2 separate regions of the Sus scrofa genome follow, and region 1 is linked to region 2. The links are chromatin contacts, called in public Hi-C maps. All regions are on one chromosome and are shown on one strand. Each heading gives the region's core, a stretch centred on a gene start, on an enhancer-like site or on the middle of the called end of the contact. The rest is flanking DNA. Distances are from core to core; before and after follow the strand shown.

Region 1 (5,442 bases), core at 549-3,048, 250 kb after region 2:
CAAAAGAGAACTTACCTCTTATAAGTTGTCCTTTCACTAATTATACTGTTGATTCATATCAAATTTTAATGGGCATCATTAGGGTTAAACTAACACAGCTGAAATAATATCTGTGGTTTTGATCCCCAAGCAGTTTCTCCCCATCCATGCTCCATGGTACCCACCACCCCCTATGTGGACAAACTCAAAACCTAGGAGTCATCCTTGATTTCTCTCTTGGTCTCATTGCTTCTGTTCCCAATAGCCAACCCATTAGCACACTCTATTCAAAGGCTACTTCAAAAATATATACTGAATCCTTTTTTTTCCCTCCATCTCTATGGCCATTCCCTAGCAAAAGACACAAATATCTCTTACCTATACACTATAATAGCCTCCTACTTTTATTCTCAACTCTCCCTCCCACTATCTGCCAGAATGATCACCTCATTACCTGCCAAAAGACATCCAGTGGTGACCAATCCCTCTTCAAGTCCTAGCTTGTTCCTTACTTGTTCCTATGTTCTGGTCTCTAATCCCCATAAAGAATAGTGACCTGATTGAAAACTTTTATCTTGGCAGCTGTTAAATTCCGTGGCCAAAATGAAGGCTTTTTGACTCCAGATGTCTTCAGTATGTTAATTTGAAAAATCTCTATCTGCTAGACTTGCTGTGGGGAGTACATTTACTGGGAACTCTGGTAGATTTCAACAGGACCCATCTGGTAGACCCAACCTGTTATTTTTTAAGAATCAGATATCTAAAGCCTCACTTTGGAACGAAAGAGAATTCTGGAGTTTGATGTTGCCTAACATTACAGGTAGAGATATGACTTGCAATTTTCTGATTAGTAAACAAGAGCAAATTGAATATATCCAGAGAATATATCCTAGTTGTATTCCTACAACCAGGCCATAGTACCATTAGAGAATACAGGTTAAATTCTATGTACTATCAAAGGTCTTTGGTAAAGAACATTTCTTTCCTCTTGGAAACAATTCCTGCCTCCTTAAAGAGAATGTACTTCTGGCTGACAAATCTAATTTTGAGTATCCAAAGGAGTAATTGGCATTCTCTTGGACTAGAGGCTTCATATTCATAACCTAACTCACGCAACCTCAGGAAAAGTTAGCCTTGATTTTTTTTTTTTTTTTTTTTTTTTTTTTTTTGGCGAAGAAACCAAGGCTGGAGGACATTGCAGGGGAGTGAAGGTAGAGCTTGTTTTGGAAGAAGAGTCTGTGCTAAGAATCTGAGCCCTGTACTAATTCCATTCCAACACATGCCCTCCAATTTCCTTGACCAATTAGGCTAGAAGAATTTAGCCTCACCTAACAGCTTTAGAGAATAAAACAATCCTTACACTGTGAAGGAAGTGAAAGAGAAAAGAGAACAAAAAGTAAAAGGGTGGAGAGTATAATAAAGGAGAAAATTGGCACAAACCCTTATTATTATTTGAGGTGGAGTTTATTGGATTTCTAGCAAAATCCACTTTATCTTCTCAAGTCAATCAGATTGATAAACCCTCTGAAGATTTATACCATGCTGTCATTGTTTTTCTGACCCATCTGGTGACTGTGATCATGTTCAAACATTAAATGGGAGGAAAATAAATGTGCATTCTTTCTGGAACGGCACACACATATGTTCTCAGCCTGACAAGTCAGATTCAGCTGAAGAAGATACACACGCAAAAAATGGATCCGCTTAAATAGAAATGGGCTCAAATCGGTTCCCAAGCAGCTGCTTTATTTTGAGCAAAGCTGCATGTAATACTAGATGGGATTAAATATCTCTTTTTCTGATGAGGAGCCAGGCAAATGTTTCCTAGTTTCTAACTTTGTCCCCTTGTTGGATCCCAAAGAGGAACTAGGAGAGCTTTCCAAAGGATCTTCTGTTGAATATGTCACTCAAGATTCTCCCTTGCCAGACCTTTGGTAATTGGAGAAAAATGTCCTAAGGTGAATTGTTTGAGAATAAATCATTCCAAATCACAAAGAAACCGATTCCTTATTCAAGCCTCTCAGACTTCCGGGAAATCCTTTTTGATTTATTTATTTTTTTAAGTTAGGTGCTGATCTTTATTGGCATGCTAAAAAAAGATTTTCTCTCTCTGACTGAAGGTACTAATTCGCTGAAGATAAATCCTCTTGTTTGCACAAGAGGGTTACGAGAATATTTTAATTTGACAGGCAAAGATTTGTCTAATAATTTCAGAAGGTGAAGTTGCTATTGTCAGTTAAAGAGCAAACAGTTTTGGTGTCCCATTTCACAGATAAGAAACTCAGCCAGGCAGGTATAAAATGACTTTATTGGATAGTATATTCCAAGACTCTGAGACTAAGCCAGACAATAAGCCACCAAGTTCTTAAAAACTGCATTTCTTTCCTAAGGTGTGTTTTACAACTGTATTCTTTTTAAGATTACTCTTTTGTTTCAATCCCCTTTCTGACCGGAAATGACCTGGTCTCTTATTTTATTTTTGTTTGTTTTTGATTTCACAAGGTAAAATCCACTTTCTACTTGTGATCCAGGTTTGATTTGTGACATTTTCTGGAACTTCCTAAGGATGGAAAATGCTTGAGAGGGAGCAGGTGGGCGCCTAACTGCATATGGGGGCAGGTGCTAACACCCTGCTGCTTTGGGGGGAGCCAGAATGCCTGGTATGCCTCTCAGCCTCTCTTATCATTCTCTTCTCTGCTAATTCATGTAATCTCATAGCCTGTGCTGCCTTTGGAACTTGGAGCTCTTGTTCCAAGTCAGCTCGCCTGAGTTTGAAAAGAATCATACGAAAGGTTCTGGAAATTGGCCATTCATTGAATGAGAGAAGAAATATGAAAAACGACTTCATTATTCCATCAAATGTCAAGTGCCTAACATGTTCATCTGTGGAAGAAGCCCAGAGATGCCTTGAAATAAATTCTTTTACCTCCTGATGATGTTTTTAAAGGGTGCTCTTTGTGAACCAGCAGGTTCTAGGAATCCACCTTTCCCAAAGTGATTCTTTTCCATTGAGATCGCTTAAAAACAGCTATTTTAAGAGGCAGATCATTCCATTCAAGAAAATTCCATCTTGGATTGGAAATCAGGGATTTTTGGTTGTTGCTCAGCTGGTTACAAACCCGACTAGTATCCATGAGGACTTGGGTTCAATTCCTGGCCTCACTCAGTGGGTTAAGGATCTGGCATCACAGTGAGCTCTGGTGTAGGTCATGGATGTGGCTTGGATCCTGAGTTATTGTGGCTGTGGCATAGATGGGCAGCTGCAGCTCTGATTCAGCCTCTAACCTGGGAACTTCCATATGCCACAGGTGCAGTCCTAAAAAGAAAAAGAAAAAAGAAAAAAGAGAAGAGCAAAGCAAAGCATGGTGAGAAATGAAGAGTTCATTTTAGACATTTTTGGCTATTATGACAATGTTTTTTCTAGCCTTATTGAGGTACAATTGACATATAACATTGTGACATACAATGTGATGATCTGATACATGCACATGTTATGAAACGATTACCCAGTAAGGTGAGTTAACATCTCATCATCTCACGTGATCACCTTTGTGTATGTGGGGTGAGACCATGTCAGCCCTGCTCTCTTAGCAACTCTCAAGTATATCATACAGTGTTGGTAACTCTAGTCGCCCTGCTGAATATCACATCCCCAGAACTTTTTATCTTATAATTTGAAGGTGGTGCCCTTTAATCAACATCTCCTATTTCCTCCAGCCTCCAGCCTCCATCCCTTGACACCTGCTATTTTTCTCTTTGTTTCTATGACATTGGCCTTTTTTTTTTAATTTGGCATATGAATGAAATCAATTGCCTTTGTTTTCTCTGTCTGACTTATTTCATTTAGCATAATGTCCCCAGGGTCTCCAGGGTCCACCCATGTTGTCATAATGGCAGGATATCCATCTGGTTATGGCTGAATGATAATATGTGTATGTGTATCACATTTTCTGTTTCCATTCATTCCCTAGTGGATGCTTACGTTGTTTTCATGTCTTGGCTATCCTAATAATGCTGCTTTGAACATGGGGTGCAGATCACCTCAATATAGTGGTTTGATTTCCTTTGGCTACTTACCCAGAGGTGGGATTGCTGGGTCTTGTGGCGGGTCTATTTTAAAATTTTTAATGACCCTCTATACTGTTTTCCATAGTAGATGCACCAATTTCAAGTGACAATATTCCTTTAAGCCTTAAAATATTTGAAAATATCTTTGAGGGAGTTCCCATTGTGGCTTAGCAGGTTAAGAAGCTGACATAGTTTCTGTGAGGATGTGGGTCTGATCCCTGGCCTCCCTCAGTGGATTAAGTATCCAACATCGCCACAAGCTAAAGCAAAGATCACAGATGCAGCTTGAACCTAGTGTTGCCATCGTTGTGGCACAGGCCTGCAGCTGCAGCTCCAATTCGACCCCTAGTCCAGAAACTTCCATGTATGGCAGGTGTGGCCATAAAAATAAAAAAATTTTAAAAAGAAAATATCTTCAAGCAGAGATTGATTTGGTGGCCTGGAAATAGATGTCTTACCTTTGTTTCAGCTAGCTTACCCTTTGTTTTATTACTGTGAGAAACACACAAGCTTGCCTTTTTCAAATGTGGCTTATTAACATGTCATCTATTCTAGTTATGTTTGTAAATGGCTTTAACTAAGTCTGGCTTCTTCAAAAACTTAGGTTGATGGGAATTTTGCTGCTTGGTTGGTTGATTGATCGGTTAACATCCATCTTGTCTGCACTGCACTTACTACAGATATTAGAAAAGATTCATTATTGAACAGGACCATGCTTTTATTTCTCACACCAGTGAGGTTTTGTTTGCTTATCAACTGGAATTTATCAGCTGATTTTAATTTACTTAGCTGTTATTTCTAACATAAATAAGGGCTTTTGAAAATTGTCATCCAGACATTTAACTGAGAAGAGAAATTAAACCAAGGAGAAAGGAAGATGAAGCTGACTTTCAGCTAAAGAAGTTAGGTGGACAGAGCATGTAAAGGAAAATAGGATTAGAAGACATAATTTGGGAGTTCCCATTGTGGCTTGGCAGGTTAACAACCTGACATCTCTGTGAAGACACAGGTTCGATCCCTAGGTTCACTCAGTTAGTTGGGGATCTGGTGTTGCCACAAGCTGCAGTGCAGGTCACAGATGTGACTCAGATCTGGTGTTGCCGTGGCTGTGGTGTAGGCCTACAGCTGCAGCTCCAATTCAACCTCTATCCTGGAAACTTCCATATGCTGCATGTGTGGCCATTAAAAAAAAATTAATTAAAAAAAAAGCAAAAAGAGGGAGGAGGAGGGGTGAGGGAAAAGAAGAATAGGATGAAGGAGAAGGAGGAGGAGAAGGAGAAAAAAAAGAAGAGGAAGAAGAAGAAAGAGACATAACCTGCTTTTTCCTCGGGGGTGGAAGAAGAATGATGGGCTTCCCAAAGTCAGACCTGGAGGAGAAGTTCTCATCTTTAAGGT
Region 2 (5,760 bases), core at 2,796-5,295:
GGATGGCCAATGATGGAGTTTGGCTAAGATAAATGGATTAAGTCATTGGTCGCCTTAGTTTTCCAGTGACTTTTCAGAGGTAAGTGCTTTGTAGTGGACATAAAGAAGTCTTCACATTCCATGTCCACTCCCATACTTCCATCCACCTCCTTGTCTCCAATTTCCCAATCCTTTTCTTACAGGCTCTGACCACCCTTAGCTACCCCTCACCTTTAGTTACTTTTTCTTCAACTCACAAACTCTGCCCACAGCTCCATCTTTGGAAAGATTTTTCTTTACTGACTCTCAAGGTTACCTCGGATTTTAGCCATAATGCAGCTTCTTTTTGTTTTTAGCTTGCACCAATCTACCAAGCTCCTCCGTCTGTAAACCAAATTGATTTTTTTCTCCTCCTTCAGCTGGCCATATAGGATCTCCCCACTACAATACAGCCAGAGGGACAAATCTGAGCAGTGGTTCTGGTGCAACTTTGGTGAGACACCTAGGAATCTGAGCTACCTGCTCATGCTGCTTACTCATACTATTAGGTCCAGCTAAGCTTCCACCCATCGTGCACAATCTCCAGCTTACAATGGATTGCTGCTGTGTTTGTCTGACTGTATGACTTAGTGGTCCAATAGAACCTCACTCATAATGGTCAGTTCTAGATGCAAGATCATTAGGGGCCCCATAGTGAAATGTTCTACCTTTAGCAGAGCCAATAAGATGTGAAGAGGTTTTTTGTTGTTGTTGTTGTTTTGTTTTGTTTTCCAAAAGCCATATAATTCTCACTCAATGGCATACCCTTGCTCTAGAACTTAGGAGGTTTTCACGGTGATTCTCTTAGTTAGGCTTGCCCTTTTTTCCATACTTTATCTTTTTATGCCACTAAATCTTCCAACATAGAGGTAACTGGAGTCTGTGGCCCAAACAGCAAAACTGTTAACACAACAGCCTGACTTACTATTGAGTCCTTTCGTACTCTAAGCCCAAGTCAAATGTGGCAGCCTTCCACGTCACCCAGCATATGGAAGAGAGCTATATTCTTAGGACTTGTGGGTACAACGTGATGCTCCAGAAACTGAAGAAATCTCCTAGGAGATTGGCCTCCCTGCCTTCTTAGTAGTAGGGAGCACAAGATGTAGCCAATTAACTTATACTTTGGAGGTTATGTACTGTAAATCTCCTGACAACTGGATTCCTAAATGTTTACTAAAGAGATAGGTCCCGGATTCATCACTGAGTTTACCTCCCACCCTCTAGAGTGTTTTTATCTCATAGAGGTCTCCAGCATTCTAAGCACTTCTTGCTCAGCCTGCTCGACATGACACATTTGATATATGGTAGCAACATGATGTTCTTTAGGATATACAGATGGATTTGTGTCTTTGTGAAAGAGGAAGAGAATTAACATAGCATTGGGAAAAACTATAATTATTGTTGTGTAGTCCTTATGAATGTGAACTGTTTCTGTCTTTCTCTTCTGAGTGGAATAAAAAAGAACGCACTCACCAAATTAGTGGCCGTATGCAATCTACCTTAGACCTTATAAATTTCTAGCAATGATACCACACCCAATACAGCAGCTGTCATTGAGCTATTTGAGTGTTTGTGGTAGTCTATAGTCATTCTTCAGGATTCATTCAGTTTCTGCAGGGTCCAGAATGATGAACTACATGAAACTTGACGGATGAATGGATTAGGAGATGTGGTACATGTATACAATGGAATGCTACTCAGCCATAAAAAAGGATGAAATAATGCAGTTTGCAGCAACATGAATTCAACTAGAGATTCTCACACTAAGTGAAGTAAGTTATAAAGAGAAAAACAAATACCATATGACATCACTTACATGTGGAATCTAAAATATGGTACAAATGAAACGATCCATAAGATAGAAACATACTCACAGAATTTTGGTTGTCAAGGGGGAAGGGGAGGGAGTGGGATGAATGAGGAGTTTGGGGTTAGTAGATGCAAAGTATTACATTTAGAATAGGTAAGCAATGAGATTCCACTACACAGCACAGGGAAGTATCCAATCTTTAGGGATAGAACATGATGGAAAAAAGTATGAGTAGAAGAATGTATATATGTGTGTGACTGGGTCACTATGCTGTACAGCAAAAATTGATACAACATTGTAAATCAACTACACTTTAATAAAAAATACATTAAAATTTAAAAGGACATGATGGAGAGAGAACACTATCTTTTAGGTCTTTAATGGTGGCATTAAACTCCACCATTCCGTTGGGCTGTATGTTATTTTGACTTATCCTCAAGGTGGAGGATGGGAAGGAGCAGGAATGTCCCAGCTCTGATCTTCCTGCTATGCACAGTCATTGGCTGATAACAGACCAGGGAAAGCATGGCTACGGTAAGGTCAATCCAAATAGCAGCAGCTGAGGCTGTCTGCCAATGACTCTTTGTAGGTTCTCTCAAAGGGAGAATTGAATTACAGCTCTGTCACCATCTCAGCTAGATCAATCTACATTTATACATTGATCTCTACATCTAAATATGTAACACCTCACCGTACACAATTAGGATTTACCCCAAGAATTCAATATATTTATTCACGCTAGGAGATATTTTAGTAGAATTCATCAAATTACCAGGTTGGCATTGGGGGAACATATAAGCAAATCAAAAGATGGCAATGGTTTTATTTTGAGGTGCTTTTATGCCTATTCAAAATTTTCAACATGCAAATTTTTTGCAATTGCATAGGAATTTTTTTTTTTTTTTTGGTCTTCTTAGGGCCACACCCCCGGCACATGGAGGTGCCCAGGCTGTGAGTCGAATTGGAGCTGCAGCTGCCAGCCTATACCACAGCCACAGCAACGCCAGATCCAAGCAGTGTCTGTGACCTATACCACAGCTCATGGCAATGCTGGATCCTTAACCCACTGAGCAAGGCCAGGGATTGAACCTGCGTCCTTATGGATGCTAGTCAGATTCTTTTTCACTTAGCCATGACAGGAACTCCAACAATTATTTTGAAAGAAAATTGAGAGACTTCTCTGCTCATTCTATAAATAAATAGCTTTGAGAACCAACTGATTATCATAATCTGACCATATTAAGAGCTTTGGCCAATCAGATCAATCAAGTCTCTCAAGTTTGTACAACTCCGTCATCCTCACCATAGCATGCCTGCCACGGGGCTACTTACATTTGCATCACCTCTGGAGTATCCCATCAGTTAAAGATAATGTGGAATGTTTCCAAGGACCCCCGTGTGGTTTCTTTCCCTCTGAGTGAGAATGGAAAGAGACATCGTAGTATCAAGAAGTCATCACATACTTTGAATAGCCAGGAACTCTAGAACCTGGACAGAGTTTCACACAGAAAATGAAAATACATTATAGATTTAATTTTATGTTCTGGAGTGTAGCAAACAATTTCTTTTAGGATGAGCTTTCTCCAAACACAGCAAGTTAGGAAACTTTCACACATAGAAACCAAGAGGACCCGGAATGCTCAACAAGCTGGGTACAAGCTGAGCCGCAAGAGCAAACTAAGCACATTTAAAAATAACAATAAGGATAATAAAGCTAATAATTATAATCTCCCTGGTGAGATAAAAGGTCACTGTGACCACCAGATTGCCATACCAGCTATTCTGCCTGGCATGATGCTTACTTGGCCCTTGTGCATTGGTAAGTCCAGAGCCAGGCTGCAGGCAGGCACCAGCCCAGGCTTCCATTTGCTTACCCTCCAGCAACTGCCAATGGTTCAGGTTGCAAATTTGTTTATATTTAGAAGAACAGGTGTGCGGCTCAGTTCTAAATCAAGTCAATGCCCTGCTGGTGTCATCTTGTTGCATTTCATGTAGCTGGAATAACTTAATTCGGAAAAGGGCAACACGACTACCCTAAGTAAGGGCTGCACCAAGTGTGGAGGGCTTTTACGTCATGACTTCTCTTCTTTTCAGATTCTGCTCACTGTCCCCTCTTTGAACAAACCTGCAAGGTTTTTTGTTTGTTTGTATGTTTGTTTGTTTGTTTGTTTGGGTACAGGTTGGTGGTTTTCCATGAGAAAAGAAATCAGAAGCCCTGGATTCAAATGAAGTCTCATTAGAAGACTGGATTATCTCTTACCTGTGACCATGGGCTGAAATCACAGGTCTTCAGTGGGCCCCCTCTTTAAAACACCAAGATTGTTGTAAAACTCAAATTCCATCATGAAGCAGAATGTTTCATAAGTGCTAAAGTACTCCAAAGCTGTAAAATATCATGATGCACATGAAAGATCCTTATGACACTAAATATGCTCTAGAAATGTAAACTAGTGGAATGGATGAACGTGTGCTGTGAGCAATGCTGTAAATGTCAGATCCATGACAGAATCCAAGACCAGGTGTTCTTGAAGACAGCAGCTTGGCAGTCATCGCCTTCAATTGTTATTTCTATTAATAATTCTAATGAGGAGTTCCTCTCGTGGCTCACTGGGTTAAGAACCTGACATAGTATCCATGAGGATGCAGGTTCGATGCCTGGCCTTCCTCCATGGATAAAGGGTTCAGCATTCCTGCAAGCTGCAGCTAGGTTGCAGATGCGATTCTGGTCCCGCATTGCTGTAGCTGTGGGGTAGGTCTCAACTGCAGCTCCCATTAGATCTTTAGCCTGGGTACTTCCATATTCCACAGGTGTGGCTGTAAAATGAAAAAAAAGAAAAAAGAAAAAAGAATTCTTATGAAAACATAATGTATAAGGAAGTGAGGACACTTGGTTATAATATAAAGTTATCCTGCTGGTGATGTTATCTCTGATACTTGTCCAGGCTTTCATCTCAGTTCTGTCCAGAGTAATTTGGGACATTGACACACCATCATTTTGTGGCATCCTAAACGAAGTAGGTACCAAGTAGAAGGCTTTTCACTGGAGAGGGGAAAGGAAATTTTGTTTCCTTTTTACTTCTGTTTATGTAGGATTATGTGTTATCAAAATTTATATTGATAAAATAATAAAATATTTTACAGAAAAAAAACCCCTTGCTTTTCCTAAAGTAGTTTTTTCATAAGTACTTATTTAAAAATTTCCTGTCTACCCAGTGCATCTTTGTCCCCATTTTATAGTGGATCTTCCACTAAGTAAGTAAACAAATGCAGATACATGCTTTCCCAAACACAAGTAACAGCATGAGCACCTGAAATGTACTTGACCTTGCTCCTGAATCATCTTTAACGTCAATTCAGTTGCTCTGAGATATAGGCAAGAAAAGTGTCACTCCAAATACATCAACGAAAAGGCATAAGAATCCCACCATCATAATATTCCAGGGGAAAAGCCAGGGGAGTTTCTCTAGTTCTCCTCTTCCTAGGACAGGAATTCCCCCTGCCATTTGTCTGGCCATGGATGCTGGCCAACCTCCACTTGGCCAGCCCTGCTCAGGGATTGGAGCGGCTTGAGGGATGTGGCCCCAGGCTCTTGCGCACAGCCCAACTTCCCAATTGCGTGTTTCAGTGACGTTCAAACAGCAGGTGCTAATCTATTACACCCTGGACAAGCCCTAATTTAGATCTCTCACTCTCACTCTCTCTCTCATATTCTCTCTCTCTCACTTTCTCTTTACAGTTTCATGGCTAGAAATCCATTGATGTTTTACCATGGTGTTTTACCACAGCTTTCCTTGTTATTGTCCCACAAATAAAAATACCCAACCAAGGTAATGACAGGTATAAAATAAGTTAGCTTTAAGGACTTTGTTTTTCAAGAGGTAAAACATATTTCCCTGGCCTATTTTTTTTAAAGCAGAGATGTAAAAAATTTA

The links. Hi-C and Micro-C count contacts between places; a contact is called where the count stands out from the background.
Region 1: a Hi-C map of skeletal muscle shows a contact between it and region 2, with 7 times the contacts expected there. The contact joins two enhancer-like sites. A contact is called at or near these places in 2 of 47 Hi-C or Micro-C datasets (both in skeletal muscle) and 1 of 2 datasets of contacts at active chromatin or transcription factors (skeletal muscle).

The regions. Positions count from the first base shown.
Region 1 is chr15:128,129,568-128,135,009 of Sscrofa11.1, forward strand. No RefSeq gene overlaps it. Among named protein-coding and RNA genes, the nearest start is that of IRS1, 170 kb to the right of the region's middle. Within about 2 kb of position 1,799, at least 2 of the 83 cell types and tissues checked have an H3K27ac peak or open chromatin away from gene starts, as enhancers often do. A contact at or near this core is called in skeletal muscle, where this site is marked.
Region 2 is chr15:127,876,211-127,881,970 of Sscrofa11.1, forward strand. No RefSeq gene overlaps it. Among named protein-coding and RNA genes, the nearest start is that of IRS1, 430 kb to the right of the region's middle. Within about 2 kb of position 4,046, at least 3 of the 83 cell types and tissues checked have an H3K27ac peak or open chromatin away from gene starts, as enhancers often do. A contact at or near this core is called in skeletal muscle, where this site is marked.